7 separate regions of the Mus musculus genome follow, and regions 2, 3, 4, 5, 6 and 7 are each linked to region 1. The links are chromatin contacts, called in public HiChIP or PLAC-seq and promoter capture Hi-C maps. All regions are on one chromosome and are shown on one strand. The core of a region is the stretch at or near the end of the contact, and the rest is flanking DNA. Distances in the headings are between cores, read along the strand shown.

Region 1 (4,215 bases), core at 831-3,330:
AAAACATTGTAGGCTATTGTCTTTTTTGATTTCATAATTGTTACACAGACAGAAATCCTATGTTTGTGAGACAACTGCACACATTCTTGCCCTCTTGTGTTTTACCAACATGCAAATCCTGATGTGCTCAACACCACTAATAAACGCTCTGCACCAATGCAACAGTAATGTGGTTATTACATGTCTAGAGCACAGCCAGACCGGTGGGAAACACTCCCTCCTCCTGAAAAACGCCTTCCCCTAAGTATTCTTGTCAGAAGCTAGAATCAGTAACTAAGCAAAGTACGGCCTGCTGAGTATTATGAAGACAAAAAAGAAAAAACAACAAAAGCAGGAGCACCATGGGAGGTTTGGCTTGGTTATGTTAGTTTCAAACAAGGCTGTTGGGAAAGGTCACACGACAGTGAGCCGACACACTGGTTCTGGCAAGTGATGCCTCCTACCAGCCCCCGGAAGTGCTCCAAACAAGGTTTCCGGTTGGAAGTGAAGGAGTTCAAAGATGGAGGCCAGTGTGAGTGGAACTGACTTACTAGGGAGTGAATAAATAGAACATTTAAATTCTAGAGGTAGAGAGACTTTGAGTTGTTCAATAACAGAGTGCTACTGAGGATTTGTTAAGCAGAGGAACGATGTTATCTAATTACAGCCTGGGTAGATCATAACTGAAGTTCAACATGGCCAGAGGCAAGAACACAGATACGGTAGCTATCCAGTAGAAAGAGATAATTATGGTACAGGGTGTGATGGAAATAATGTTTGATTCCTGCATGATTTTGGTGGTGGAGCTATTAGGATTTGCTGAAGGATTAAAATTTAATTGGAACGAAAGAATAAGGACAAGAAGCTATCAGCTTTTGAAATAGTTACTTTTTTTTTCCCCACCTCTACACAAGTTTGGACTTGTGAACATCTAGATTTCTTGTTTTTGTAAGACCCCCGATGCTGGGCCTCTGCAAGTCCCCAGGTGAGCTGGCCAACACCCCAACGTCCTGAGAGAAAACCATACCTGATGCAAACTGCAAGAGGTTTTATTATCAGCTAGCTGAGGATGAAGTCCCTTTGCTGGTGCAGGGCAGGGGAGTTCGACCCGGTGACAGTAGGGAGCTTTTAACAGCTAGCTGAGGAGTTAGGAGGAGTTGGGAGGAGACTTGGGAGGAGTTGGGAGGAGAGTTGGGAGGACTTGGGAAGAGTTCTTCTCTTCCGGGTGTCCTTGGTGAAATTTACAAGGCAGGAGTGGGGAGTGAGTTCTTTCTGAATTTTTATCTCTGTGTCCTTGGCACAGGAAGGCAGGCATCTCTGGTTGTACAGTATAGAAACAAAAAGGCTTTTTGCTGGCTATAGAGAACAAAGAGCTTCTTTCTAGCTGTATTTTTTAAAGATCAGGGAAAACAAGCTTGGGAAACATCCAGGGGCTTTATCTTCCAGGGAGAAACGCTCTAAGTCAGGGTCTCACATTTTCATCTCACATTGTTTAATAAAAATTCTCAGAATCTTGGTCTTGGAAAAAAAATACACATAAAATAACTCCCAAGATTCTTTCATAGTGCACTTGACCTAGACCAACAAAGTCTGCCCTTCAGGGCTCACTTGTGATAACTACCTGGAAGAAGCTATGCCTACTGCATAAACTCCAAGTACAGCACTGCAAAGGACGAGGGCTGTTGCGAGGGACCGGCGAATGCCACACTATTTCAGAAGCCATAACACTTTGGATTAACCACGCAAGGCTTTCTGGAGAAGACTTCAGTTCGATGAAGTCTTTCTCAAATATTTAATAAGAAGAAACTAGCAAATGGAGAAGATGAGTTAACTCTGAAGGTAACAAGTCGCTCACACAAGACTTTTTGTCTTACACAGCAGCACCTCTCTAGGAAACTCAAGAAATTACAACTACTCCTCAACAGCCGCGCCTTTGGCAGAGCGTTTCTGTCCGCCCGCCCCAAATCCGGGTTTCCGGAAGGACAAGATTCTATGACGGACCAAACCGGATGAAGGTCGCGCGCTCTCTTCCGCCCGCTTTGGGGTTCACCCATAGGCGACTTCCTAGCGGGGGCGGAGCTACGCCCACCTTCTGCGCAGGCGCGGCGCGATGCCGGGGAAGCATGTCTCGAGAGTCCGGGCTTTATATAGGCGAATCTTGCTGCTACATCGGGCTCTGCCCCCGGACCTCAAAGCCCTGGGTGACCAGTACGTGAAGGACGAATTTAGGAGACATAAGACTGTTGGTCCTGGCGAGGCCCAGCGATTCTTGAAGGAATGGGAGGCAAGTGACGCCCCCTCCCCGCCCCCTCGTCCCGGACCTTGGGTTTTCAGTTCAGACCCCACCTTCCTAGCTGCTTCCCAGGGTCCGTGCACGGCCAAACAGGGCGTCTGGAATAGACAGACTAAAGTGGTCAAACAGCACTTCTTTCAAGCTCCGTCGCGAATCCCCCAGCTTCCCGCACAGGCTCTGTGCTTGAGCAGTTTCCCCCGCATTCAGAAGAACTTTCTGAGAGTGCTGAGGGTGCCAGGTGCTGGAGAGAGAAGGGTGGCGTGTCTCAGACGTTACTGCACTCCTGACTGTTTAGTGCTCCAAAAGTTCGTCGGCGTTTGTCCTTTGCGTTGCCTTTAGGCTGTTTAGGTGACAGCCGTGTAATTAACATGATGTCATTACTTAGCTGCCAGAATTAGATCATTTCGATCATTTGTTAATTTGTAATTGTAGGGCCTTAGTAAGCTTTCCACTTGACAGATAAATTATATAACCTAGAAAAGACCTAAGGATTGCAATTTGTTAAAGGGGTAATGCTGGCGGGGGCACGCGTTTGGATTCAGTGTTTGACTTTTCTCTTTTCTTTCTTATTATTTATTTTAGGTACATATTTATTTATTTGTGTGTATACGGGTGTGTGTGTGTGTGTGTGTGTGTGCTGGAGGTCAGAGGCTAACCCAAGGGAATGGTCTCTCCTTCCACCACATGGCTCCTGGGGATCAAACCGCGGGCTGCACAGCTTGGCAGCAGACACCTTTCTCAGTGAGCCATCTCCACGACCCTAATACCTTTTTTTTTTTTTTTTTTCTCTTAAGAATGAAGGGGGAGAAAGAGTATTGCATGATGCTGAAGAGTCTTGCAGGATCTCCTCCCATCTTGAAAATATCAGGAGGTGAAAGGAGTTGGGCATTTCTAGAGTGCATCTAGGTATTTTAAAGAAACTGCTCTGGTAAAGTAAAAAAGATTTTTCATGCTGATAGTGGCTGAAGTGATATTTACCTTTAAAACAACATAAAGATTAGGCTAGGGAAAAGCATTTTCATTGAATTCTATAATTCTTGATTGTAGAATTATTGAAGAGAGAACTTTATAATAATGAAATGTATAACTTTCTTAAAAGTCTTGGTTTATTAGATATAATTTGGTTGCCAGGAGCTGGGGAGGTTTAATATTTTTAAATGCAAAACACTTTCTTTAAATATGTAGTTGGTATTGAAATCAGAAAACTAGATTTAAATTCAGACCTCAGCATTTACTAAACATTACATCAGTTAATTTTTCTAGTCTTTCGGTCTGTAAAATAACGGTATTTACAACAGGCATCTCAATGTTAGTGTATTTATTACTTTATTTTATTCAGTTTGTTTGAGTCAGTGTTTTCCTGTGTTCTTGGCTGTCCTGGAACTCAATCTGTGGACCAGGCTGGCCTGCAACTCAGAGATCTGCAATGGATAATGCTAGTATATTTAAAAAGTACTATTTATATTGTTAATCATATCAAAGCTATAATAAGTGTTTGTAAAGTCATGTCTATTAAGTAAGTTTGAAGCCAGACAGGAAGACTTTATCTGTGCTGAGAAGAAAGACTTCTAGTTTGAAAGTCCTAAAGTCTAAGGACTAGAAAGTTTAAGGAAAATGTAGGAAAGGATAGAACTTAGAATAAGTTTATAAAAAGCTGAAGGAAAGGATACGAGAAAACTGGGAAATGTGTTGATGATCACAGGAGGCTTAGTGACAGCAATATCACTTTTTTAAAAAATATTTTAAAATAGCTTTAGACTTACAGTAGAGTTGCAAAGACAATTTAGAGTTCACATACATTCAATACTCTGCTTCCCCCTTTGTTAATATATAACCAGAACATTTATCAAAATGTAGAAAGTTACCATTGCTCGGGAACTTTTCATTACAGGACTTACTTCACACCATGCTGCTGCTTTCAAGACTATCCCGTCTCGGTTTCA
Region 2 (4,215 bases), core at 618-3,117, 980 kb before region 1:
CTTAACACTGTCAGCTTGTTTAAAAGGTTTAGAAAGCTGTCAAAGACATATGACTACTATTTAATGGCTTTCATGAATCTTTAAATATGATATTATAATAATCTTAAATGGCATTACCTTCTAGGGATGCATACCAGAATATTTATAGAAAATATAAATATATTTTCTATACTGCTGCCAGTGATTTGCTCAAAATAAGCCATTTGGGAAAGGGAGAGCCTGTGAATAGAGATAAATAAGACTGCGTGTGTGTTGGTAATTACTGAAGCTGAGTGAGTGACATTAGTCCATTTACCAATATGCGTGTGCAATGTTTGAAGTCTTCTCTAACAACATTTAAAGAAAACCTGAGAGTAAATAACCCTGACAAATATTCAGAACTGTGATCTGCCTCTGTATTTGCCAACCCAGAAGTCGCCAGTGCTCAAGGAAAACACACTTTCTTTGGAGCATGAGAAAAGAGCACAAATTATAATAGATCAAGGCCTGAGAACAAGGTGAGAAGCAGCTGGGGCACCCAGGGTCTGTCTTTCTTTCTTTTGACTATTGAATTTTAAGATGGAGTCTCTTGTAGACCAAGATGGCCTCAAAATCACCCCATAACAGACAAGCCTTGAACTGCTGAAGCACAGGCCTGAGCCTCCCTAGGACTGGGATGTCAGACATTCACCGTGGGGGTTGGGTTTTGCTGCTGCTGTTGTTGCTTTTGTATCTGTTTAAGAACTGTAAGATGCTTGTCCATGTTGATGTTACAGAAGTACGGGTAAAGGAAGAAAACAAAATCTATAAGTGTATGCTGGAGGGAAAGGTAGTTAAAATGTTTGCATAAATAGTACCCCTAGCACGGGCAGAGCAATTCAGTTTAGCTTTGAGCAATGACATCTGTTCTATAATAACAGAGGGACAGGAAGTACTGGGTGGGACAAACACAATCCAGCAGGCTTAGTGACTGGAGGAGAGCAAACACTGATAATGACTATTTTCTTAACAAAGTAGGAGACTCAGGTCTCTGGTGAATGGAAGTAGAAACGCTAGAGGAAACAGATTTCAGCTAGTGTAGATTCATGAATATAAAACAAATTGTGTAAACAAAACACAAATGGCTCTGGGCACGGTGGTGGACCGTTTGTGGTCAGAACAGTATTTTCATGTGTCTATCTTTGAAGCAGATTTTTACCAATGGAGGTCAGCGGTAGAAGTTTCTACATAAAGAAGGGAAGGAAAGGTTTCTGGGTTGGAGCTTTACCAGAGTGTGATGGAAGTAAACTAGAACGTGGGACCTGGAGATAGAAGAAAGGAGGCATTTGGTTTTATAAGCTCATGAAAACAGGAAATAAAAACAGACAGGAGGAGGAAAGGGAGCGAGCATCTGGAAAGCCATCGAGGATCAAAGAATGGGTAGGAAGGAAGGAACTGGGAAAATGATAGCAAGAAATTGCTATAGGGAAGTAGGATGCGTGGATGTAGCATTTCATGACTGGCCTAGCTCCAAACGAGGTTTTAAAAAATCATGAAGAATACAGTTGCCCACAGTGGAAACCTAGTGAAGGTGGAGGTCACTCGAAATAGGAAGAATATAGAGAAGAAGGCAAAGGTGCTGCGACACAGTGGGTTTGAAATGGGTCAGATCATCCCAGATCTGACTATAGCAGGGCAGAAAGAAACCATGATGACAGTGGTTAAGTTTTCAGTGACCCCGGCTTTTCCCTGGAGTGGAAGAACGGTGAAGCAGTCCCAAGGAGCAAGAAAGAAGCCTTTTCACTCACTGTTTGGAAAATGCACACACGATAACAAACAGCTGCTGCCCGAGCAAGGTCAGCCTTTTAGCCGAAACAGGAAACGTTGGTCTAGGATTCCACTGAGGTATAGAGAGCTACCAACTGGAAAACAGACGACACGGGGTGGGGGTGGGGGTGGGGGTGGGGGTGGGGAGCATTTACTATGGAACGAGAGATCCACAGTGATGGGGATGGGGGCACGTTGGAAACATCTGGAAAACAGCAAATTGTGAGAACAGATTTTGACAGATGCATACTAATAGAAATTTCTACAAAAAAAAAAAAAAAAAAAATCCTGTGCGGACCTACAAAGAAGGAGGAAGTGGGGCGGGGCTTAAGTTCCAACTCGGAACTCTGCAGCTTGAGGACAGCTTGAAGGGAGTCAAGATTAAAACACATTACACATCCATCCTTAGCCCCAACCCTGACCACACCAAGTTTCATCACTAAACCGCTGTCAGGGAAGACTTCACTGGGAAGCAGAAACTTTGTTGGAGTGGTTTTCCTCATAAACAGAGGGCCAGGCTGCATTCCAGGCAGCTGAGTCAACAAACACAGTAGCAGACATTTTTATCCAAAAGGCTAGAAAGTCGGGGTCCAGTAGGGAAATGACGCTGGAGAGATAGCTGTGCTTGATACAGATTTTCAGTTTATTAGATGATGGGGGTAATTAATTACAATTTAATTATAAGAATTTTTGTGATACAAAACCAGTTAATTTGCATTGGGTAGCCCATATCAACCTTGTGGTAAACGTTTCTTTCTTTTTTTTTTTTTTCAAAAAAATTTATTAGGTACTTTCTTCATTTACATTTCAAATGCTATCCTGAAAGTCACCTATACTCTCCCCCCTCCCCCCACTGCTCCCCTACCCACCCACTCCTGCTTCCTGGCCCCCGCATTCCCCTGTACTGGGGCATATAATCTTCGCAAGACCAAGGGCCTCTCCTCCCATTGATGGCCCACTAGGCCATCCTCTGCTACATATGCAACTAGAGACACGAGCTCCGGGGTACTGGTTAGTTCATATTGTTGTTCCTCCTATAGGGTTGCAGATCCCTTTGACTCCTTCGGTACTTTCTCTAGGTCCTTCATTGGGAGCCCTCTGTTCTATTCAATAGCTGACTCTGAGCATCCACTTCTGTATTTGCCAGGCACTGGCATAGCATCACAAGAGACAGCTATATCAGGGTCCTGTTAGCAAAATCTTGCTAGCATATGCAATAGTGTCTGGGTTTGGTGGTTGTTTATGAATGGATCTCTGAATGATCCTTCCTTCGGTCTCAGCTCCAAATTTTGTCTCTGTAAGTCCTTCCATGGGTATTTTGTTCCCCATTCTAAGAATGAAGGAAGTATCCACATGTTGTCTTCCTTCTTGATTTTCTTGTGTTTTGCAAATTGTATCTTGGGTATTCTTAGTGAGTGCATATCATGTGTGTTCTTTTGTGATTGGGTTACCTCACTCAGGATGATTATTCTCTAGTTCCATCCATTTGCTACAATTTTCATGAATTCATTGTTTTTTTTATTACGTATTTTCCTCAATGACATTTCCAATGCTATCCCAAAAGTCCCCCATACCCTCCCCCCCCACTTCCCTACCCACCCATTCTCATTTTTTTTGGCCCTGGCGTTCCCCTGTACTGGGGCATATAAAGTTTGTGTGTCGGATGGGCCTCTCTTTCCAGTGATGGCCGACTAGGCCATCTTTTGATACATATGTAGCTAGAGTCAAGAGCTCCTGGGTACTGGTTAGTTCATAATGTTGTTGCACCTACAGGGTTGCAGATCTCTTTAGCTCCTTGGATACTTTCTCTAGCTCCTCCATTGGGGGCCCTGTGATCCATCCAATAGCTGACTGTGAGCATCCACTTATGTGTTTGCTAGGCCCCTGCCTAGTCTCACAAGAGAGAGCTATATCTGGGTCCTTTCAGCAAAATCTTGCTAGTGTATGCAGTGGTGTCAGCGTTTGGAAGCTGATTATGGGGTGGATCCCTAGATAAGGCAGTATCTAGATGGTCCATCCTTTTGTCGAAGCTCCAAACTTTGTCTCTGTAACTCCTTCCATGGGTGTTTTGTTCCCAATTCTAAGAAGGGGCAAAGTGTCTACACTTTGGTCTTCATTCTTCTAGAGTTTCATGCATTTGGCAAATTGTATCTTATATCTTAGGTATACTAAGTTTTGGGCTAGTATCCACTTATCAGTGAGTACATATTGTGTGAGTTCCTTTGTGATTGGGTTACCTCGCTCAGGATGATGCCCTCCAGGTCCATCCATTTGCCTAGGAATTTCATAAATTCATTCTTTTTAATAGCTGAGTAGTATTCCATTGTGTAAATGTACCACATTCTCTGTATCCATTCCTCTGTTGAGGGACATCTGGGTTCTTTCCAGCTTCTGGCTATTATAAATAAGGATGCTATTAGCATAGTGGAG
Region 3 (4,215 bases), core at 1,006-3,505, 940 kb before region 1:
AGACCGTGATCATAATTAGATTAATTACTATATAAATTGTGTGCTTATTGAGGTAGCATTTGGTTTATGAAAATGGGTTTACAGTATTAAAATCTTTTCAAGTGCATTTTTTTTCCAAAATTGATACAAAGTACTTACAACTTTCATATTTTGTGAGTGGTTGACTAAGTGGAAAGCCCTAATGTTAAGTTTATGTAAACCATGGTAAAATGTGTCTAGTGCTTTTCAACGGCCTATGAATATATACCTCCTGAAACCGATGGCAGCTTGACATTCTCCGTCTTCAGGATCTGTCTGCCATTTCTCAGTTGTCTTTGGTGGTTGTTTGAATGCTGAAGCAATTGTCATTAGACGTTAAACGTTAAACGTTTTATGACTGACAAATTGTATGAGTTTTATAATTGTAAAGCTTTGTGTTGATTGTTTTTTGGTTGGTTGGTTTTGTGTTTTGTTTTGTTTTGATTTGTTTTTGGCGTCTTGAGGTAAAGTTTTCTTGTTTAGCTCATCTGTCCTGGATCTTGCTCTGTAGACCAGACTGGCTGCAAACTCACAGAAATCCACCTGCCTCTGTTTCCCTATGCTGGGATTAAAGGCGTGTGTCATCGCTGACACCAAAACTGTTAAATTTTGTCTCAAAAAAGTGTCAATGAGAGCAGTTAAGTCAAATCACATCCTGCAAAGCCCAGTATAAAGGTCTGCCCTGCCAGGAAGAGAGACTCTTTGGTCTGCAAAAAACCTGAGACTTTTTGGTTTGGTTTGGTTTTTTGGTGTGTGTGTGTGTCCATGTGTGTTGGCATATCTAAAATAAAATATGAAATCAAATATCTGCTTCTGTGTTTATATATAAATGCATATATATCACATAGGTTGGACTTGAAAATGAGGAAGAATAAATGACCCATTATCCCCTTGTCAAGAAAGAATTAAACGTGTATTTCCTAGAATATCAGCTATCATAACATCTTTTACCTTGGATTTTTTTTACTTGAAATAAATTAATTATGTATCATTTAAGTAATAGCCAGTCTTCTGGTATTGTAGAAAAAACCTTGTCCCTTTTCCTAGTAGGCAGGCCAAACAGATCGGGAGCCCACTCCTAGGCTGTCTTCTGGTGACAAGGTAGTCATTTCCCAGTATTTAGATTAAATCTTTTATTCTTATTGACCTTGGCACTAAGCTCTCTTGAATAGTAATTGAACACCTTCTAGTATCTAGTATCATAAAGAGTCGACTTGTCTAGCAAATATAACAGCAAAGTAGTATAACCTTTGGAGAACCGAATCTGTAGAAACACACCCAGAGATAACGTCCTCCTCTGTTAAGGCAGGCACAGCGTGCCCAACACAGTGTCTGTCATATAACAGGAATGAATGAGTCCCGGCGTGAAGTGTGACGGGAGAGTTAAGCAAAAGCTTAATTGTACAATGCGTTCAGAATGCAGCCTCCAAACCGAGTACAGTCTGGTAGCCACAGGAAGTGTGACTGTATGTGCACAGAAAAGGAGTTTTAGAAAAGACTGTTTGTCCTTCCAGTCATTACCTGGTCTTCCTCCCTCCCTCGCTTTTAGAAGAGAGAGATTGCCTTGGCGGCCAATGCAGTGAAAACCTAGTAGTTGACTCAAACACTTGTCAACCGCTAGAAAAATGCTTCCTTTTCATTGTGGTTTTTTTTTTTTTTTTTTTGGGACACTATAGATATGATAAATCATGAACTGCATTATAAAAATACTTCTTTTATGCCCAAACATTCCGTAGGAGGAAATGACATTTCTTTTATTACCTTGGTAAATGTTTTTAAGGTGTTTAGCGATAAGCTTTCTTTTTGTCAAAACTGCTTAGATTCCGTGGTTGCTAGGAATTTACTGGAAAACCTATAGTCAATAACATGCGGGAAGAGGCAGCAGCATGGTTAGTCAGCTAATGTGGGGAGAGGCTTGTCTAGGAACCCTTTCTTTTTGCCCTGCCTCTCTCTGTGTGTCTTTTGTACTATGGAAAGGGAGGTGATTGGAGTTTAGGAAGTTTATTCTCCATCATTGTCCATCAGCCATTGTTTCCAGCACTTTCTGCATCTTTCGGGCTGAGAAATGGATTGTTCCCAGTAGTAGACAAAATAATAACATCCAACAATTTCAGGAGACAGGCAGCTGATATGATTTCAATATGTGCACAAGCAAGGGCATCTCTAGGGCTTGCCGAATGAGGTCTTTCTTTCTCAGCTGTTGTTTGGTTTTGGTTTTCTCTGCAGGAAAACACCTCTGGATTTTGGTACCCTTGCTTACAGGATAAATTTTAGCATGAAGAATAATTGTAACTGTTAATTTCTCAAGACAAGTGTTTAAATTGCTTATTTCCTTCCATAGTTACTGGCTTACTGCCACTGCCAGACCCGTATCTGTTACTATTTACTTTGTCTTTTATGTCTGATTTTCGTTTCTTACCTTATTAGGTGGGAAAAAAAAATAACGTTGGTTTGAGAAACATCACCCGTTTAAAGATAGAGGAAAAAGGGCTTTGGCAAACAGGTCCAGGTTAGAAAGCAGGTGACCTCCCTAGTAATTTTAACCTATTGACTGGCTGGTAATAGCAGGCTACAGAGCAGATGTGCATGCGTCCGGCTTTCCTGACTTCTCGGAAGCTTCTTCTAAGGCTAAGTCGTCCCGCCACAGTCTACCTCGTGGTGGAAGGCTGTAGTGTGTCTTCGCCTGTGTAGCTGCGTCCTGGCACAGGATTCTGGTCCGTGGTTTCCTCCGTTGCTAACAGGGACCTAGACCTTGCCTTTCTGAGAATTAAACACAGTGAAGCTGCGTTTATGTGAAGCGGGTCTGCCCGGCTGATCTAACGTGGCTGTTTCAGAACCTGCTACATCCCACTTTGCTCCCATCTGTGTGTCAAAAAGCAAAAAAACAAAAAACAAAACAAAACAAAAAAACAAGACAAAACAAAAAACAAACAAACAACAACAACAACAAAACAACAGGCTTTCTCTGAACACAGATGCATGTGTGCATGCCAGTGGGTTTCTGCTCTCCTGGATTTGGGTGCCATTAATATCTGTGGGTGGGTTTGTTTGGTTTTAACCTTTTGAGTCTAGAGGAGTTAAACTGTCATTCTGAGGGAATGTACACAAGCTTCCCTCATTCTGTAAGGCACTAGAAACAGTGTGCATTAAAATAAAAAGGTCATTTGTACAATATCTTTTTAGCAGAAAACTTTCCTGCTGGTGTTAATATTGAATATGACATCGTTCTCGTGTCTGTTCACTATCGGCGGTTCATGTTATAGCCCCACAGACTTTTTTTAAATGACTCCACTTAATTGAAAGATTACAAAGACACTGATGAACCACACATCCACAAAAGTATTTATCTTGAACCTAGAGACCACCTCACTTAGTTTTTTGGCCATGATTAATGGAACTGAGAAACTAATTGAGATTATGGAATATTTTTTTCAACCTCTTAATTATCCAAGGTTTTCCAACCATGCATTTGTAAATGGTGCCTGAGATATATTTTATCACAAAAAGATTCATAGCTAGAAGTGAACTGCAACTATTTAATGGAGTATAGAAATGATCCTTGAAACAGTCTTTACTGCAGCTATTTAAAATCAGCTGCTAGGGACTATAAATCCTTAGAATTTACTGAAAAATGAGGGAGACTTGACGGAGGACTGTTCAGAGCTGTTAGTTGTGTGCTTATAAAAAGAGGCACATGAATGATACCTGTGTGTTTAACCCCGATTATAAATAATCACTTGATTTTTATTACAATGTGTTCAACAATAATCCAGCCTTATAACCTGTGGTTAAAGTAGAATCCTGCTGCAGAAAATGCTGTAACAAAAAAAAAAAAAAAAAAAGAAAAGAAAAGAAAAGAAAAAGAAAAAGCTGCATTGAGATGCATTGGTCCCATGTGGAAAAATAATAGAGGTGTGGAGAATATTTGCATATACGTACACACACATATATATCTAGAAGTAATATATATATATTTAAATTTAATTTTAATGGATAATATAAAGCAACTATGACAAACTTCTCTTACAATCAAAAAAAAAAAATCTCTTTCTTTAGTTATCCCAGTAAAGTTAGCTATTTTTTTTTTAAAACAAACTATTTAGGTAGTCATGTGTAATATTCAGAGAAATAAAAAGTGCTTCAAGATAAAGTAAAAAAATGCAGTTCTAGAGAGGTAGGAAGAAGAAAAACAGGAGA
Region 4 (4,215 bases), core at 1,138-3,637, 840 kb before region 1:
CGTGTGTTACACCCATGGACATACAAAGAAGGCAATACATTTTAAAAAGGAAAGAAAACGAGCTAAAGGCGCATGACAGGTGGGTAGGTGTTTGTTATATTCCTTTTGTATTTATTAAGTGTTTGAAATATTTCATGGCATTTTCTTTACGTGTGTGAGTGCTTTGCCTGTTGTATATATATATATATACCACATGTGTATCCAGTGCCCATGAGGGTGCAGTATCTCCAAAGCAGGAGTTAAAGATGGTTGTGAGCCACCAAGTGGGTGCTGGGAACTAAACCCAAGTTCTCTATAAGAGCAACAAGTGTTTTCTTTACAGTTGAGCCCTTCATGGTATTAAAAAAAAATTAAGAGAGTAGAATATGAAGGCTTTTGTTGATGGTGTTAAAATTGTTTGTGGATATATATGTATATATACATATATATGTACTATATATACATACATATATATATATATGTATGTGTATATGTAGATATGTATATATACACATATGAAACTAGTATGATATTTTGGCATCTCTATCACCCAGTGACACTCAAAATGTTTATGATGGTCATACTGAATAGATGAATTATAGTTGATAGAATTTTCCTTTTTTTTTTTTTTTGGCCATCTTCCTAAAATTCATATTTCAAGGCAACCAGATAGTTTGTTGTTGCTTTTCTGACCTGTTATCACTAGTATTACTGAGGCCAAACTACTTTTAAATATTGTACTACCCTGTCTGTGTAAATAAAATATTAACTTTGTCACACAGAGTTGTCGAGTGAGAGTGACATTCAGTCAGCACCTAATAACACCTGTTGAATGAATAAATGCATTTAATAAAACTTGTTTTCAGAAGGCTCGATAATTAACATCAGTGAACAATGAAAACAATCACCAACCTCAGCTACCAACCCACTGAATTTTAACTGCTGTCAGGGCAACACAATTCCAATACAATGAGATCATTTGAAATCTTCAGTCATTTAACTGAAAACAGCTTTACAGAGAAATATGCATGTCTAAGAAGGGAAAACATTTCTTCCACAAATTCCATGCGTTGTCTCCAATTCCACCCCTGTAGTCTACCTTCATGGTGACAGATGCATTCAAAGAAAGCACACTATTTTATTTACATGCATGAGAACATGCCATACTAAAGATGCTCTGGCCTCAAAATAATGAATGAGAGTATTTTGAAGATGTTAAAGGAAGGAACCTGCCATTATTGCTAATTCTTCCTGGAAAGGACAAATATGTTCTTAAAATGACACGAAGGGTAAAAGCGTCCATCTGCATGGCTCCCCACAGGCTGTAGGGTGCTAGGATATGCAAAATGCTCATGCGTAGAGCACCTGACTTGCTTGATCTTCCAGGTGCAGTGGGGGTCATGTATTAAAAAAAAAAATCACCCTAGATTTCAGGTAGGTTTGCCATAAATTGCTCTAAACCTCTGAACACCGGCCAATCACTTCCTACTGTAAATCTCTTCAAATTCCTCCAACCCTTTCGAGGCCAGTACCAGCAAGCACCCATTATAAGCCCCCTCAAAGCTGCAGAGGGCACACAGGGAAATGAAGAGGTGCTGCTGCCAGTGGGGAGAGCAGGGGAGATCTGAAACAGTCCCTCTACTTTCCTTAATCCCCAAATTTCTACAATAGCTGGTGGCATGCAGACGAAGAGATAATTACCTCAGACACAGTGTCTGAAATCAAAGGGAGGAGAGAGCAAGGCTGCTTCCTCCTCTGCCCAGGATTACACAGTTCGTTCTCCTGCACCAGGGGGAATGGCTTCCTCTTTTAACCACAGCCAGCTGGTTTCCCAGAGGTGCCTAGTTAGGATTTACCGAGCACACACCCACTCCTTCCATTTCCATGCCGCACACAACTCGCTGCTGCCCTTGGGTGGGAAGGAGCTAAAGTGGTGGTGGTGGTGTGTGTGGGGGTCCTGGCTCCAGGCCTGACAGTCCTAAAAATGCAGCCAGCGTCAACCCATTGTGGTCAAACTGGCGTCGCTGTTCAGACCCAGAGCTCCAAGCCAAAAACAGTTAAGTCTCACAAGATTCGAAGATGGCTTTGCCTTAAAGGAAGTCCTTTTCTTAAAAAAGAAAAAAGAAAAAAAAAAAAAAGACATTCTGTCTGTTCATGGATTTATTTTACAAGCACCATGCAGGCATAGCCCATGCAATGAAGGCATGCTCTCTCAGGCCCAGCTACAGAGCAAGGAGGTCCTGTGTCTTAAGTTTCTGACTCCCACAACTTTGAGACATGGGCTTCTGTTAACCATAAAATAAAACCTAGCATTCCTAACATTGTTTCCACATAGCTTATGAATCCTTTCACAGAGAAAATAGGTCTAAAAGCCTCTGAACTATGACTCCAGACTAAACAAAATTATCTCATTTCGATACTCAGAAAAAAAACGGAAGGCATGGCTGTTAGACAACGCTCTGACAGTACCCCACTGAGGTGCAACGTTATCGTTCATTTAGCAATGCCAGATGCTGCTGGGGACAGTCACAAGAGCAAGTGCTTCATGCCCATATCCCTCAGTACCAGATGTGAGGAAGAAAAGAACTACTTGTTTTTGGAGTGTTGGGATTTCCATTGTTGGGGCCACAGCCCCGTCTTTCTAAGAAACACATGCTCGTATCTGTTCACCAGAAGGTTGCTCAACAACTCCCCTTTCAGCCTCCTCAAAATGCCTGAATTTGGGGACCAGAATTGGAAAAACAGTTAAGTCAGAAACCAATGCTGGGAATCCAATGGACGTGCTAGCGGCCTGGGTATCTCTGGAAAGCACCAGGAGAGAAGTCACTCCCACCACTCACCTGCCTCTGGGCCTCGGCCAAGTTGAAGGGTAACATTCCTTCCTCTAGAGGGGCGATCCGCTCAATGTCTGCTAAGGTCATGCGCCTGCACGGAAAGCAAACAATGATGAAGTCCCAGATTTCTTAAATTTACATTATGGAATTCTAGAACTTTCCTTTTATCACTTCCCATATTTCAGTGTGGGCCTTCATTATTTGGTTTCTGTCTTTCTTGCTGAAATCTCCCTACACCTAGCTCCTAACCTTATTTTATTAAACTAACTTTAAAAAAAAAAAAAGCAACTTACCCCCTCGGCTCATATAAATCTGCTAACTGAAACAAGATGTCAACTTCCATGGGTGTAACCTGACCAAACTTCTGGGCTGCCAAAGCGAACTCCTCTGTATGGAAAAGAGAGAGAGAGAGATTCAGAAAGATCGACGCTAAATTCGGTGTTCAGCCAAAGCGCTGGAGGAGTGCACATCACCACAGTTATCATGAAGTCATCCCAGCTCTTTCTCCCACTTGTTCAAAGGATGCAGAACTCCATTCCAACCACCACTGGGAGTAAAGCCATGTGAATGCTCTAACAAATGACACCGGACGGGATTCAAACTACACTGACATTTCAGATACCCAAGTTATTTTTCTAGGTTTTTTTTTTTTTTTTTGTGAATCCTATTGAAATGCTGATAATTTCTTCTTCAAGTTCATGGATCATATTATGCTATCATCAATACAGGTTTGTGGGACCCACATGTGTTTTTGAGGTCCACTGACCGTTTAGCTTAAGTTCTTGTAAAAAACAAAAAGATTCAACAAATCCTATATCTTCACTTCATTCAAAGGCTGTTTTCTGTTTTTCAAAAACTGAGTGTACATTGCTTTGTTTGCTTTAGTTTGTCTGATCAAGGTCTGGAGGACACACATCACCAATTTTACCAGTATGAATGGGATAGCAAATTCTACTATAAACTCCAGACTGCCTTCTTCACTCCCTGTCCCCTGCTCCCTAAGACACTTGAAACAAACATTTTGTTATGCTCACTCACCCTTAGTCACCTCCACGTCTTTCCTGTTGCCAGCCAGAGTACTGTAGATCTTCCTAATGAGTTCCATGTTGTTAAGGAGCGAATTAAATCCATTAAAATAGGAGAAGCTAACTTGATGGGACCTAGTGCCTCCAGCAGCCTTGCCAAGTTGAAAACAAGAGAGAGATGAAAAAAAAAAAGATAGAAAGGGCAAGAGGTTACAAAAGTACATATATTAATCACTGTTTTGGAACTAAAGGGGAATGAATATACAAAAAAAAATCACAATATTTTTCTTTCACTTTAGAAAAAAAAAAAAAGCTAGAAGTGAATTTTAAAAGTGACTGCAGATAATCATGACCAGGACTTATACAAGCCCTGGAAA
Region 5 (4,215 bases), core at 971-3,470, 760 kb before region 1:
CAGGAAAACTTGACAGATTAGCTCAGAATAGGTGTTGTGCTTAATTCTCCAGGCCACAAAGTCCAAAAACATCACTGGGGGGAAAAGCAAGACAAACTTGAACACGACTGCCCCAGGCCAACACAAAAGAACCCTTATGCAGAAGCAAACAGTGGGCTTATTCACTGGCCATCACCCAGTCCTGCTGGCAAAAGTGGTCAGAAGACGAAGTTCTCAGCAAGCCCAGTGTCACCCCATGATACAAGCAAGGCGGGGGTCCTGGAACCACCCCAACACTGGAATCATGTCTCTATCCACCAGGAGATTTATGCAAATTGTTGTAAATCCCTTCGGTGTGCTTGCAAAGGCTCTTCTGAGATCTTTAGACAATGGCTTTTCTGTCCTTCAATATGAACCTACCAGAGCTTGTTAGCCCACCACTATCAGGAATATATTTATTAACCAGTCGCTGGAACGGGTGGTAGTCTCTCTGAAAGCTGCTGATTGGTCACCTTGGTTTGCTACCTCTGATAGACTCTTTCCACTTCCGCTGACTATCTGATAGGCTCTTTCCACTTCCGCTGACTATCTGACACTATCAGTGCCTTAAACCCAGAATTGGCTGATGTTCTCTGCTGTTCAATAACGAAGGGAAACTAAGACCGCTAACCAGCCCAGTCATGATTAACGATACTCCTGAGCACTAGCCAACACAGCCATGATTAATGACACTATAGACCTCCAGGTTTTAGAAGAGCAGGCCCTGTTGGTGGAAAGAGGAAGCTAAAATGAACATTCCTAAAAACGGCATCACCAAAGTGCCTCTGTCTCCACTGGCAGAGCGGAGGCCTTTCTTCCACCTTAGTAAAAATCCTACACCCTTTGACAGGCCATTTACTAGGCATAGGAAGAGGGGCTACACATATGTTAGCCTTAAGTTCCTAGGGTTTTTTTCTTTGAAAGGTAAAGAGATTTTTTACAGAATGAGCTATGCTTGCTCTGTGTGAATACATATTCGCACACCTGCTTAGTTCAGTATGCTACACAATTTGTATGAACAATACCAGACACGGCTATTTAGGATGTCCCTCCTTGGCCCAAGTTTCCACCACATCACCTTCTCCTGCTCCCCAAGCACACAAGTCATTCAATGCTCCTAGTCAGAGCTGGACATCTTTGAGAGAAAAAGCAAACTCTTCCCTCACAGGGTCTAGGCACGGAAGAGCACAAAGGGAAAAGGCCATCTGGGGGTGGGGGGTGGGGGCAATGCTTCAAATTTATGCCACCAAGAATGGACCCCACAGTTTACAAAACATGGCCAGGTCCTCACAGCAAGTCTGAAAGTCAGAACACATACTATTTTCCCCATTTTACAGAAGGGAAAATCAAGGCTCAAAACCAGTCATGTACCTCCATTCCCTAAGTCAGAAGAAAAGCTAGATTCCCCCTGGCATTTGAGTTTTCTCCGTCTCAAATCTCCCATTCCCCCCACATTACAGGCTTACAGAAAATATACGGCACAAGAGTGAAAATCAACACTCTATATGAAATTTGACTAGCAAGATGGTATGTACCTGAAATCCCAGAACTGCAGAAACTGAGGCAGAAAGACCCAGAGTTTGAGACTAGGCCAGGTTACTAGTAAGATCCATTCTCAAATCACCCAACCAGTAAAAAGGAAGAGGGTTTTAATATCAAGACTGTCCTTGAACAGAAGGGAGAACTAGGAGAGAGGAAGGGAAGTTGAGGCTCTTAAAGACACTCACCAAAGCCCCTCCCAACGCCTCAAGGCCATCCTAACACACCGGTCCACCCCTAGCTCTCCTAGCCCGTATAACACTACTCTTGCAAACAGCCCCAAAGCTTCAGGAGGAGTAAGGGGATAGTAATCACATGGGGATTTGCCTAAGACTGAGAGCCACTGATACTATATCCCATCTTAGGCACAGAGAACGATGGAGCCAGAAGATGGCTTCCTAGAACTTCCTAACATCTGTCCTCCATCTATCTACTGCCTACTCGGGAAATGATAGGTAGCTATTCGGAATTTCCATTTTGGCTTCCATTCTCAGCCCCGTGTTGTCCTCAGCAGTGGAAGGACAATCACAGTGACGACTGCAGAAAGTTGGAGAGAGAGCTGCGATGTCCTGAAGGTGCACTGAGATAAGAGTCTAGCTGGTGGCAAGAGCAACACGAAAGAAGATGCGTGCTGAGGAAAGCGAGCCAAAGAAACGGAGCTGTGCTTTGTAAGCCAACACAGAGCAGCTGTTCAGTGCTTGCGCTTTACAGCCGAGGAGCCTGGCGTTATTAGACCGAGCTTATTCTTGGGTACAGGAGCTCCATCAAACCTTAGGTAGTTTCCAGATGTACATACACACATGGGTGTGTGCATCTTAGATAATAACATGTAAATATGTACATGTGCTGGTCATTTAATAATTACTTATTTTCTTATTCTTCATCATCTGTACTTAGAAACCAGAGTATAATACAGTCTAGCTTTAAAACAAAAGATGCACTATGGCTTCAATAAATGAAGTAATTGATTTCCAAATCTACGAAGGAAGAGATTCTTTGCAAGTGACTAATGAAATATCACTTGGTATTTAAGTCAACACAATAGAGAGTTTTGTACTCAGTCAGGTAACACGTTGCAGTTGATTCCAAACTAACGAGGAGATGAAGCAAGGGGCTGCATGTCTGTTACCGCCACACACTGGGGAACATCTAATTTGATTTAACTTAGAATGGAAATTTCAGGTATATTCCTAAAGTCCATGATACTAAATGGTAAAATTAGAGAATCATGAAATATGGATTTTACTTTAACAAGATAAATGCCAGTTATAGCCATATGAGGCGGTCATCAACAGCCATCTGAGAAATATACACAAACTAGGTTAAGAAGCTAAAAACCAGTAAGATAATAACCCAACTTTAGTAACTGGCTTTTTTCATAAAGGGAATAAAAATATAACAGGAAGAACCAGAAAGGTGTCTTTTAGAACAAATAAATTCACTCTAACACGAGTTAGAGTTGCCAACTGCAGGGGAAAGATTCCTACGCATGCGAGTAATTTTTTTTTCAGTCAGCTTGCTTACCCTGGAATTAAGCCACAGTACCAGGCTCATTACTTTCACAAATTGCAGCAGCACACATTTGTGCACTCAAAATAGTTGGTAGGTGTGACAGATGGCAGTAGGGACAAATAAGAAATCCAACGTAGCTGGGGACGGAAATCCCAGCCCTAGGGAAGATCCTAGAACCTAGAGTCGGGAAGATCAGGAGTTCCAGAGCCTTCTTGGCATTTAGCCAGTGTGTTTGGGACCATCTTGAGACGGAGGAGACCTTGTCTTAGGAGGGAAAGGCGGCGGGAGAAATAAAATTGGGTCACTCCTCTCTGGAAGCTCTGAAAATGTGAGACCCAGCTGGATCTCCCTGGGGGCTTCCACAGACCATGCCAGTCCCTACAAAGAGCTTAAGGGACTCCTCAACTGACAATTAAAGCGTCTAGGTGATGGGGCTGGAGAGATGGCTCAGCAGCTAAGAGCACTGACTGCTCTTCCAGAAGTCCTGAGTTTGATTCTCAGCAACCACATGGTGGCTCACAGCCATCTGTAATGGAATCCGATGTCCTCCTCTGGTGTGTCTGAAGACAGCTACAGTGTACTCATCTACATAAAATAATTAATCTTTGAGAGAGAGAGAGAGAGAGAGAGAGAGAGAGAGTCTTGATGAGTAAGATGTGAGGTCTACACTGGTGGCTCTCTTCAGGTCCATGCTCTCAAAATACTGAGGTGAGCTGGGCACGTGCGTTCACATGTATATCCCCACATGCAGATGCACAAACATACATGTAATAAAAATATCTGTGAAAAAAATGAAGGGAGCACTCAAAACCAAAAAGAGCTACCTCAGACCTGAGTTCTGAATCTCTGTAGTGGATACATTATAGTTTGAATACAAAATACCTCTGGTAGGCTCATGTGTTTGAAGACTTGAGCCCGGGTAGAGGTGGTGCTGTTTGGGGGCAGAGGTCTAGTTGGAGGAAGTGGTCACTCATAGGGAAGACTCTGAAGGTTATAGCCTGGCCCTGCCTCCTGTCTAGGGTTCGTTTTTTGACAAGGGCAAGCTTCTACCTCCACAGCCAAGAGTCCCTCCTGCTGCCACAGCTTTCCCACCATGGAGTCTATTCCTTTTAACATGAAATAACACAAGTGCTCCCTCCCTTGTGG
Region 6 (4,215 bases), core at 920-3,419, 740 kb after region 1:
TAGGTCCTCTGCATGTGTACTATAGCAGCGGTTCTCAACCCTGGGGTCAAAGGGCCCTTTCCGTGGTTGCCTAAGACCAACAGAAAACATATTTACATATTTACAATATGACTCAAAACAGTAGCAAAGCTGCCGTGATGAAGTAGCTAGGAACATGATGTTATGGCTGGGGTTCACTTCAGTGTTCTGTATTAAAGGGCGGCAGCATCGGGAAGGCTGAGAACTCACAGTATTCTAACTTTCAGTTGAGTGCGTTTATGGGACTCCTGACTGAACTGTGAATCCGGGTCTCTGATTCCTGCGCCTTCTCTTCGGGATCTTTTTATCTTTCTGTTGGTTTCTGTTGTCCAACCTCAATATGATGGTTTCCCTTTTATCTCACCTTACTGTATTTTATTCTATTTTGTTGCTTGCCTCTTAGAAGCCTATCCTTTTCTAATGAGAGGCAGAAAAGGGGTGAATTCAGAGGGGAGAGGTGGGGAGACACTATAAGTAGAGAGGTGGGAAACTGTTCAGATAGTATTATATGAGAAAAGAATCTATGTCTAATAAAAGGGAAAGGGAAGTGGGCTAACAAAGCGCTCTGAAAATCAATTATGATCACCGAGAACCATTTACCTAGGTCTTAAGGCTCTTTAATGAACTGTCTGGTATGCAAAACATATGCCAGGCACTACATTGAAGTGTAAAGAAAAGTTTAAAATTCTTTCCTTCAGCAGGAGTAAGGAAATTCAAACTCCTTTGTAATCGGACTCAGAGGCCCTCTTGTACCATATTTTCCTCACTGTTGTCTGTAAATTTCCTCCTTTCCTGGTTAACTTCTGCAGCAGTACTGGCCAGTGAGCCATATGTGAAATTTTAATATACTAATAAAGCTCATTAAGAAGACAAGAGAAAACATTAAAACTAATTTTAAACATACCTTAACATGACACACCCTAAATACGACAACCAATACAATATAATCAAAATTAATTATATTTACACTACTTTTCCTAAATTATTAAAACCGGGCTGGAGGGATACTTTAGTGGTTAGAGGCTGCAATCAAACATCAAAACATCAAGCGTTCGGTTTTCATAATCATCGAAATCGACACATTACACTCTTACCACATCTCAGTTCAGACTAGCCAGCATTTCTAGGGGTCAGTCTATGAAAGAGCACAGGCTCCCCGCTGGACAGCGCCGCTTTCGTACACTGAACTGATAGTTCTAAACTCCACTGGATCACCTTAAGACCTCAATAATCAACCCGTGGCCTTGTGCAAGTCTTACTTCAAATGAATATTATAGTACTGACATCAATCAACGAAGAGTTAGCTGTTAAAACCCGTAGGCCACAGGCAACGAAAAATCAAACTCGCCCGTGTATTTTAAAAGTTATCTTATCTGAAACTAGACCTGTGAAATAGCTATCCATAATTAAGAAAAAAAAAAAAAAAAAAAAAAAAGCACGCCAATTCCTTTGCCTTTTCCCGTACTTGGTTGCCTGTCTCCTTAAACAGATTTTTCCCGGCGTGGCTGCGAGTATGGAACTGGAGTGGAGGAAGGGCCTGAGCAGCGAGGTGAGTGAGTGCTCAGAAATCCGGATCCAGACAGACCCAGAGACACTCGCTCTAGAGCTTGGTAGAGCCTCTGTCCTGCTGGAGAGCGAGACCCCTACACTAGCCTGGGGCTCCCAATTACAGCTGGTCTTGTGCAAGCGTCCACCTAGTCCCAGGCAAAACCTTCGGATGGCTGAAATTTCCCAGATCTAGACGTCATACAGTAAAAAAAAATATTTATGGTGTCTAAATGAAGGCCACCTTCGCCTTCTGTCTGGAGCGGCCCTGCCTCCGCGCTGCACTTCGCTCACATGAAAGCTTTCCTGGCAGCTCCGTCCTAGGTGCGCAACAATCGCCCCGCGCCCGCCCCGCCCTGCCTCGCGCTGCACCGCAGCATCGGTCTGGCGCCGGACCCGAGCGCTCCGCATCCGAACTCCCGGGACATGTGCCCGCGCGGACAGCACATCCTCCGGCCTCCCAGGCGAGCAGAGCGCTCCGCGCTGAGCACCCGGCTCCCGCTTACCTGAGCACTAGCGGCCAGGGCCAGAGAAGGTGGAGCAGAGGCAGCGCAGTGACAAGACCGGTTGGAGGCCGCTTCCCACCTTAGAGTCGCCGGGCTTCTGTAACGCGTGCGGGAAGTTTCATCATGTGGCTGGGACCCAACCCGTGCGCAGGGGCGTGGCCCGCAGTGCTGACGAGCGACGCCAGGCGGGGCGGAGGCCAAGGCAAACGTGCATCCTGGGGCCGAGAGCCAGGAGGTGTTCTGCTTCTGTTCCTTAAGGTGCTGTGACACTGCAGGCAGGATAAGCCCAGAGGTCGGGCCGCCAGGTCCAGTGTCCCATCAGCAATAGATCTCCTACTCCTTAATTGTAGTCTTCAGTACTTCCTAACAGAGTGTCTGATATATAGATGTGGATACATAAGTAACATAGGAATACCTAGAAGGACACCACACACAGACACACACACACACAAATAACTACTACTACTGAGCAGCTAAGAAGAACCCCAGGTAATCTCCCTGCAGAGATTAAAAGCACTCTTGAACCAATAGTGCCTACAAATTCATTGTACAATAAAAAGAAATGTTTGTCCTAAGAAACTGTTGTGCCAAGGTTAACTTCTTCACAAAGTCTCCATCAAGTTGATAACATTAAGTTCAAATAGATCAGTGGACCTTGAACATACGGACAAATCCTCTTCCAGAGAGCTGTAGACAGCAGACCAATCCTCTTCCAGAGAGCTGTAGACAGCGGACCAATCCTCTTTCAGAGAGCTGTAGGCAGCGGTCCAAACCTGCACAGCACTGTGGAGATGGAAGCAGGAAGATCAAGAGTCAAGGTCATCCTCTTAAGTAGGGAGTTTGAGGACACAGGGACACACACACACACACACACATGCATGCACGGACACACGCACACCTATATATAAAGATTCTTTTTCAGTACCTCAAAAAAAAAAAAAAAAAAAAAGACCTTCCTCAGCTTGACTAAAAGATTGGTAGTATGCTCTTAGTATTCCCTCGGATAGGGAAAATACACCATGATTTAAAACACACACATACACAATTTTACTGCATTCTTTAATGAATTTATAGTTACTAAACATCAGCACCCAGTAGATTGAGAAACAATGAAACTGTGCTGTGAAATAAACTAAGATCAGATTTTAGGCAGCACTTAGAAAGCCTCTGATCTTGTTGTTCCACAAGGGATGTACTGCACTTGTTTGACCTTGAGAATATCAAATTTTTAAAAAGTCCTTTAAGCTCCTTTAAATACAAATTAAATCTTTTCTTCTCAATAGTTGTTGGAGGGTGAACCCATCTTCTAACTTTTTAACTTATCTTAAGCATATAATCACATAGGGATAGCTAGCCTTTGTTACCTTTAAACTCTTTGTGGCTGCAAAGGGCTTCTTTGAGTTTAATAGTATCTTGAAACAAAGGTACATTGTTTTGTTTTTGACCCATTTACATTTCTAAGGTTAGCTCTTGAAGAATAGCATAGGACGTCCCCACCCAGCCCTTTGGAACAACAGTGAGTTAATTTATCAGCTTGCCCACCTTCTTCACTCAAAATGTTGCAGTCCCAAGCTAGGTGGACTTACCTAGGTCAGAAATTCACCTAGGTCAGGAACACAGAATGGAGACCCCTTTTCCTGGAACTCAGGGATCTGCAGGCCACTAATAGTTTCTCAGAAGACCCTGATTGCCTTCTGCATTAGCAAGCTACTAGGACACAGCAGCTAAAGATAGAGCCTTTGATTCTGCCTCTTCTGACATTTGATCTGATATCTATAAGCCCTTTTCTTCGACACTGAAACACAGTTGGACATGGAACTTCTCGTCTTCCTGTGTGTCGTTCCTGCTTCTCATCCAGTTTCATCTATGCCAGTTGGCAAGCTATACAGTGAGAAGGACACTTCCCTATTCAAGGAAGTCAACTCTAGCTGTAATGCTCTGTCACTCGAGAATTTGTCTGACCTTTATAAAACAAAAGCTGAACTATTAATCTAGGTGGTACGGATAATTGTTTTGTGGAACTCTATAGTTTCCTGTAAGTAGGAATAAGCAAACTTTTTTTATTTAGTCTGAAATAAAAGAAGCAGGGTGCCTTAGTCTATTAGAGAGGATTGAGGAACAAGAAAACACTGAGAAAATTGGGGAT
Region 7 (4,215 bases), core at 583-3,082, 710 kb before region 1:
TCAGTGTACAGAGAATGCAACATTCGAAACTGAAGAGGAAATGCAGGGACAGCCAGGCAGTGTTCTCATTCCCCTAGAACAAGATGTTCTGTGATACTGAGCTTGGAGATCTAAGTTGTTCCCAGGGTATGTAAACCCAGGGTGCAGTGCCTTCTGTCCTTTAGCTGTGGAATGACATACTAGCTGTGCAGAGCTCAGCCTTAAGCAGTGTTTCTGAGACCTGGGTACGAGGTCACCATTTGTCCCTGGGCTCCTTCATCCTTGTTGCAGTTATGTAAAAAATGTGCTTCTCTTGGCTCGTGTCAATGCATTTCGAGTATTTAGAGGCCATCTGTTTCTGTTGACTTGTGATTATGTCTCTTACATTTAAATCATCAATATAACACATTCTTTCACCATTGTTGTCACTGTCATTGTCATGGTGTGTGTGTGTGTGTATTTAACTAATGAAGTACACAAATCTAACATTGGCAGCTTCATAATTATAGCAACTCATTTGTATACAAATGCTGTCATGTAGAATTCTTATTTTATTATTTTTGTTGAAGTTTTCATTGTGGAATCTACCATGTATAAGAGAATATATAAAATGTACATGAACATAAATTGTCCCAAAGCAGACCTGAGAAAGAAACACAATGTTGACAGCATACTTAGCGGGATTAAGAAGGATATGTTTTACTCTGAAAATATTTCAAACGTATCACAAAAAATAAGACCGAAATATTCTTCTATACCAGTTATCAATATTAAGTGACTTCTAATATTTTAATTTCATTCTCTTCTTCTTTCTCCTATATATGTTTTTTTCCTTGTAAATCAAGGGTATTTGCTTATATTTATGTACCCATTATCTAATTCTGAATATTTGACTTATTAACTATATATTCTGTAATATATGGGTTAAATTTGTTGATTGGCACTTTTATGGCCTTATAAAATTTCTTACTCAACCACACAGGATCTGCCAAGGATCACATATTGTATTAGTTCTTCTTTCTCTTTCTCCCCATTCCTCTCTCTCTCTTTCTCTTTCTCTCTCTCTCTGTCTCTCTCTCTCTCTCTCTTCTAGGTCTCCCTGTGCTGTTCTAGCTGAACACACACTGCCAGGGGCCAGACCTCCTCTCATTTTGACATTTGAAGTGCTGGATCAGCACTATGACTGGCTCTTACTATGGTGTGACATAGAACCTTCCTAAGCTTTTCCTTCTTGGTTTCTTGTTCATTTGGGGTTTTTTGTTTTTGTTTTTGTTTTTGTTTTTTGTTTTTGTTTTTTTTTTGTTTTGTTTTGTTTTGTTTTGTTTTGTTTGAGACAGGGTTTCTCTTTGTATCCCTGGCTATTCTGGAACTCACTCTGTAGACCAGGCTGGCTTCTTACTCAGAGATCTGCCTGCCTCTGACTCCTGAGTGCTAGGTCTAAAGGCACGCACTGCTGCCAGCATCCTGCCGACCTAAACCTTTCTGGACATTAAGACTTCAGAGAGTATAAGCCAGTTATTTTAAAATATTATTTTTTGTTATTATTGTTGGAGAAACTGAGTTAAGAGTTTAGCAAGAAGACAGTTTAGCAAGAAATACAGCTACAGTTGCACCTGCCCACAAGAGGGAGGAGGATTGTGAATTTGAGGTCAGGCCACAATACCAGGACAGCCTGATTATATAGCAAGACACTAAGTTTTAAATTATCAACTGAGTAAAAAGAAGGAAAGGAGACCCAGGAAGGGTGTCTGATGTATAAGACTAAAGTCCAGAGGTTAGAGCTCTAGCACCCACATACAGTCTAAATGCAGTGGCACACATCTGTAACCCCAAAACTCTGAGAGTGTAGAGAGAGGAAGACCTTTGGAGCTTATTGCAAACAAGCCTACCTGATCAATAGGCGCCAGCTTCAGTGGGATTGACTGTTTCTCACAAAATAAGGAAGAGAGCAATGGAGGTAGAAAACTGAAGCCAACCTCTGTCCTCTGTAACACATGTGAACCTTCATGCACATCCATCTCTCTCTCTCTCTCTCTCTCTCTCTCTCTCTCTCACACACACACACACACACACACACTAAAAAAAGGAAAACTAAGAAACTGATTTATTAAGGACTAATTTCATAGAATTCAGGATTCCTTTGAGACTGCCTTTATATACCCATTAGACTGACCTTAAAAACTATTCCATTTAGTCAAAAAAAGAGCATTAATGTTGGGTTAGGGTTAGAAGGTTAGGGTTAGGGTGTTAAGGTTAGGGTTTGGGTTAGAGGGTTAGAGGGTTAGGGTTCAGGATTAGAGAGTTAGGGTTAGGATTAGAGTGTTAGGGTTAGGGTTAGAGGGTTAGGGTTAGAGGGTTAGGGTTAGGGGGTTAGGGTTATTGGGTTAGAGGGTTAGGTTTAGGGTTAGGATTAGAGAGTTAGGGTTAGGATTAGAGTGTTAGGGTTAGGGTTAGAGGGTTAGGGTTAGGGTTAGAGGGTTAGGGTTAGAGGGTTAGGGTTAGGGGGTTAGGGTTAGGGGGTTAGGGTTAGGGGGTTAGGGTTAGAGAGTTAGGGTTAGAGGGTTAGGGTTAGGGTTAGAGGGTTAGGGTTAGGGGGTTAGGGTTAGGGGGTTAGGGTTAGGGGGTTAGGGTTAGAGGGTTAGTTTTAGGGTTAGGATTAGAGAGTTAGGGTTAGGATTAGAGTGTTAGGGTTAGGGTTAGAGGGTTAGGGTTAGAGGGTTAGGGTTAGGGGTTTAGGGTTAGGGTTAGAGGGTTATGGTTATGGTTATGGTTATGGTTAGGGTTAGAGGGTTAGAGGGTTAGAGGGTTAGGGTTAATGTTAGGGTTAGTGTTACATGGTTAGGGTTAGGGTTAGAGTAAAGACTTTATTTCCATCATACCACATAGCAATAGAGTAAGAATACTCATACTATTTCCATCTCTCAGATAGGGAAGCTAGGAGTGACTTGGCTAATTCTGGAAATCTGTTTCTGTGTAACATAGCCAGAAAGCAGTGGTGCCGGTCGGTGCTCAGGGAACCCCATGTTTGTAACCATCCTTAGCTCATTATCCTTTGTCCTCTAAAACACTTATTATCTGGCCTGGCTGTTATGGATAGCTGTAATCCGGAACAAACACTGCTTAGAAATAATTGGCCTTCTGCACAACTGCCCTTAGCGACATTGGACTTACCACCAACAGGACATGTCTTCTGTCTTGAGCCATGTTCTTCACTTGTCCCCAGGAGACTCTCATAGAATATCCTCATCATCTCATATACAGAGGTAGGAGAGAGATTCCTGGGGTTGACCGCTGAGCTTTTGTTCTTATTGATCTAGTCTTGTACAATGTAATGGTTACTTTTGGGGGTGATGTATCACCATGGAAAAATCACCTCTGTACTGACTATGAAAGATTTTACCCGGAAGGCTTAACAGAGTGAAAAAGGTCTGTGCTAAATGTGGGTAAGCAACTTCCCATGGCCTGAGGTCTCTGACTATAAAGGAGAAAAGCTACTGGAGCCTTGATTGACATTCACCTTTCTCTGCTGCTACACTGAAGGGGTAGTGTAAGCAGCTGTCTCATGCTCTTGCTGCTGTAATGTAGGCTCAAACAGTGACCCCAAAGAGCCCTTTATTCATTAGTGTGATCTCATCACATAGTTTATCACAGTGATGAGAAAAATAACCAATACACTCAGGCTTTGCAGCTCCTGTCTGCTTCCACAGATTTCTGTGTCATCTACACATGTGCAAGTTCCTTAGTTATCTCCAAGTCAAACTGCTCCTTGGAACACCCACTGAATGTCTCCAGCGGTGAATTTAACACCTCTGCTTTGGCAGAGGACAAGCACCTCCAACTTAGCTTGCCACAGACGAGCTCCCCAGGGCATCCATCTCAATCCTGCTTTGCTGTAGTCTCCCCCTGGCTTGGACAGAAGCAATTCCAGAGTTTTAGTTGCTCAGTCTTGGGCTTTTGAGTCAGCAATAACTCTTTCTGTAAAACTGCATTCAACCCATAAACAAATCCCGTTTGCCTTGCCTTCAGAGTATATCCAGAGACATCTTCTTCTCACTCCCTTTCTTAAAACCTTCCCAGATGCCCTTATTCTCAGAACTTTATTCTGCCCTGCTTTATTTCCTGGTTAGTTAGGACTATTTAATACATTCTGCTGTGCTTATTGATTTTAACTTCATTTATTGCAATTTTTGGTCTACTCATTTGTTTGGTTTTGTTTTAAGACACGGTGTCTCTGTG

Evidence for each region. Promoter capture Hi-C pulls out the DNA fragments that hold promoters and counts their contacts. HiChIP or PLAC-seq counts read pairs in DNA pulled down with a chosen protein or histone mark.
Region 2: a contact with region 1 is called in a promoter capture Hi-C map of embryonic stem cells, with 4 times the contacts expected there. The contact joins the promoter of 1700019G24Rik here to the promoter of Sdhaf3 in region 1. A contact is called at or near these places in 5 of 39 promoter capture datasets (the C10 cell line, the SN4741 cell line, cranial neural crest and 2 more) and 1 of 115 datasets of contacts at active chromatin or transcription factors (craniofacial prominence).
Region 3: a contact with region 1 is called in a promoter capture Hi-C map of the C10 cell line, with 6 times the contacts expected there. The contact joins the enhancer-like site here to the promoter of Sdhaf3 in region 1. A contact is called at or near these places in 8 of 39 promoter capture datasets (the C10 cell line, the SN4741 cell line, cranial neural crest and 5 more), 4 of 115 datasets of contacts at active chromatin or transcription factors (forebrain, large pre-B cells, neural tube and 1 more) and 3 of 9 other capture datasets (adipose tissue, embryonic stem cells and macrophages).
Region 4: a contact with region 1 is called in an H3K27ac HiChIP or PLAC-seq map of embryonic fibroblasts, with 6 times the contacts expected there. The contact joins the enhancer-like site here to the promoter of Sdhaf3 in region 1. A contact is called at or near these places in 3 of 39 promoter capture datasets (the 3T3-L1 cell line, the C10 cell line and embryonic stem cells), 3 of 115 datasets of contacts at active chromatin or transcription factors (astrocytes, embryonic fibroblasts and embryonic stem cells) and 2 of 9 other capture datasets (adipose tissue and macrophages).
Region 5: a contact with region 1 is called in a promoter capture Hi-C map of hippocampal neurons, with 3 times the contacts expected there. The contact joins the enhancer-like site here to the promoter of Sdhaf3 in region 1. A contact is called at or near these places in 5 of 39 promoter capture datasets (the 3T3-L1 cell line, embryonic stem cells, hippocampal neurons and 1 more), 1 of 115 datasets of contacts at active chromatin or transcription factors (astrocytes) and 1 of 9 other capture datasets (macrophages).
Region 6: a contact with region 1 is called in a promoter capture Hi-C map of embryonic stem cells, with 2.8 times the contacts expected there. The contact joins the promoter of Asns here to the promoter of Sdhaf3 in region 1. A contact is called at or near these places in 11 of 39 promoter capture datasets (the C10 cell line, cranial neural crest, embryonic stem cells and 7 more), 12 of 115 datasets of contacts at active chromatin or transcription factors (the 230-238 cell line, cardiomyocytes, embryonic stem cells and 5 more) and 3 of 9 other capture datasets (adipose tissue, liver and pancreatic islet).
Region 7: a promoter capture Hi-C map of liver shows a contact between it and region 1, with 2.3 times the contacts expected there. The contact joins the enhancer-like site here to the promoter of Sdhaf3 in region 1. A contact is called at or near these places in 3 of 39 promoter capture datasets (the 3T3-L1 cell line, 3T3-L1-derived adipocytes and liver) and 1 of 9 other capture datasets (adipose tissue).

The regions. Positions count from the first base shown.
Region 1 is chr6:6,953,938-6,958,152 of GRCm38.p6, forward strand. Sdhaf3 (succinate dehydrogenase complex assembly factor 3) reads left to right here and starts at 2,081. Exons shown (of 2, transcript NM_001077713.1): 1 at 2,081-2,263. The coding sequence starts at 2,090.
Region 2 is chr6:5,975,526-5,979,740 of GRCm38.p6, forward strand. It overlaps 1700019G24Rik (RIKEN cDNA 1700019G24 gene), which reads right to left and starts at 1,868. Exons shown (of 3, transcript NR_040255.1): 1 at 1,767-1,868. The region is part of intron 14 of Dync1i1 (dynein cytoplasmic 1 intermediate chain 1); the gene reads left to right.
Region 3 is chr6:6,017,791-6,022,005 of GRCm38.p6, forward strand. All of the region lies in intron 16 of Dync1i1 (dynein cytoplasmic 1 intermediate chain 1), which reads left to right. Among named protein-coding and RNA genes, the nearest start is that of 1700019G24Rik, 43 kb to the left of the region's middle. Within about 2 kb of position 2,256, at least 4 of the 459 cell types and tissues checked have an H3K27ac peak or open chromatin away from gene starts, as enhancers often do.
Region 4 is chr6:6,111,119-6,115,333 of GRCm38.p6, forward strand. It overlaps Slc25a13 (solute carrier family 25 (mitochondrial carrier, adenine nucleotide translocator), member 13), which reads right to left. Exons shown (of 18, transcript NM_001177572.1): 7 at 3,852-3,990; 8 at 3,107-3,200; 9 at 2,820-2,904. Among named protein-coding and RNA genes, the nearest start is that of Slc25a13, 100 kb to the right of the region's middle. Within about 2 kb of position 2,388, at least 31 of the 459 cell types and tissues checked have an H3K27ac peak or open chromatin away from gene starts, as enhancers often do. A contact at or near this core is called in astrocytes and embryonic fibroblasts, where this site is marked.
Region 5 is chr6:6,191,916-6,196,130 of GRCm38.p6, forward strand. All of the region lies in intron 1 of Slc25a13 (solute carrier family 25 (mitochondrial carrier, adenine nucleotide translocator), member 13), which reads right to left. Among named protein-coding and RNA genes, the nearest start is that of Slc25a13, 23 kb to the right of the region's middle. Within about 2 kb of position 2,221, at least 14 of the 459 cell types and tissues checked have an H3K27ac peak or open chromatin away from gene starts, as enhancers often do. A contact at or near this core is called in hippocampal neurons, where this site is marked.
Region 6 is chr6:7,691,040-7,695,254 of GRCm38.p6, forward strand. Asns (asparagine synthetase) reads right to left here and starts at 2,170. Exons shown (of 12, transcript NM_012055.4): 1 at 2,070-2,170.
Region 7 is chr6:6,242,184-6,246,398 of GRCm38.p6, forward strand. No RefSeq gene overlaps it. Among named protein-coding and RNA genes, the nearest start is that of Gm20619, 4.4 kb to the right of the region's middle. Within about 2 kb of position 1,833, at least 7 of the 459 cell types and tissues checked have an H3K27ac peak or open chromatin away from gene starts, as enhancers often do. A contact at or near this core is called in liver, where this site is marked.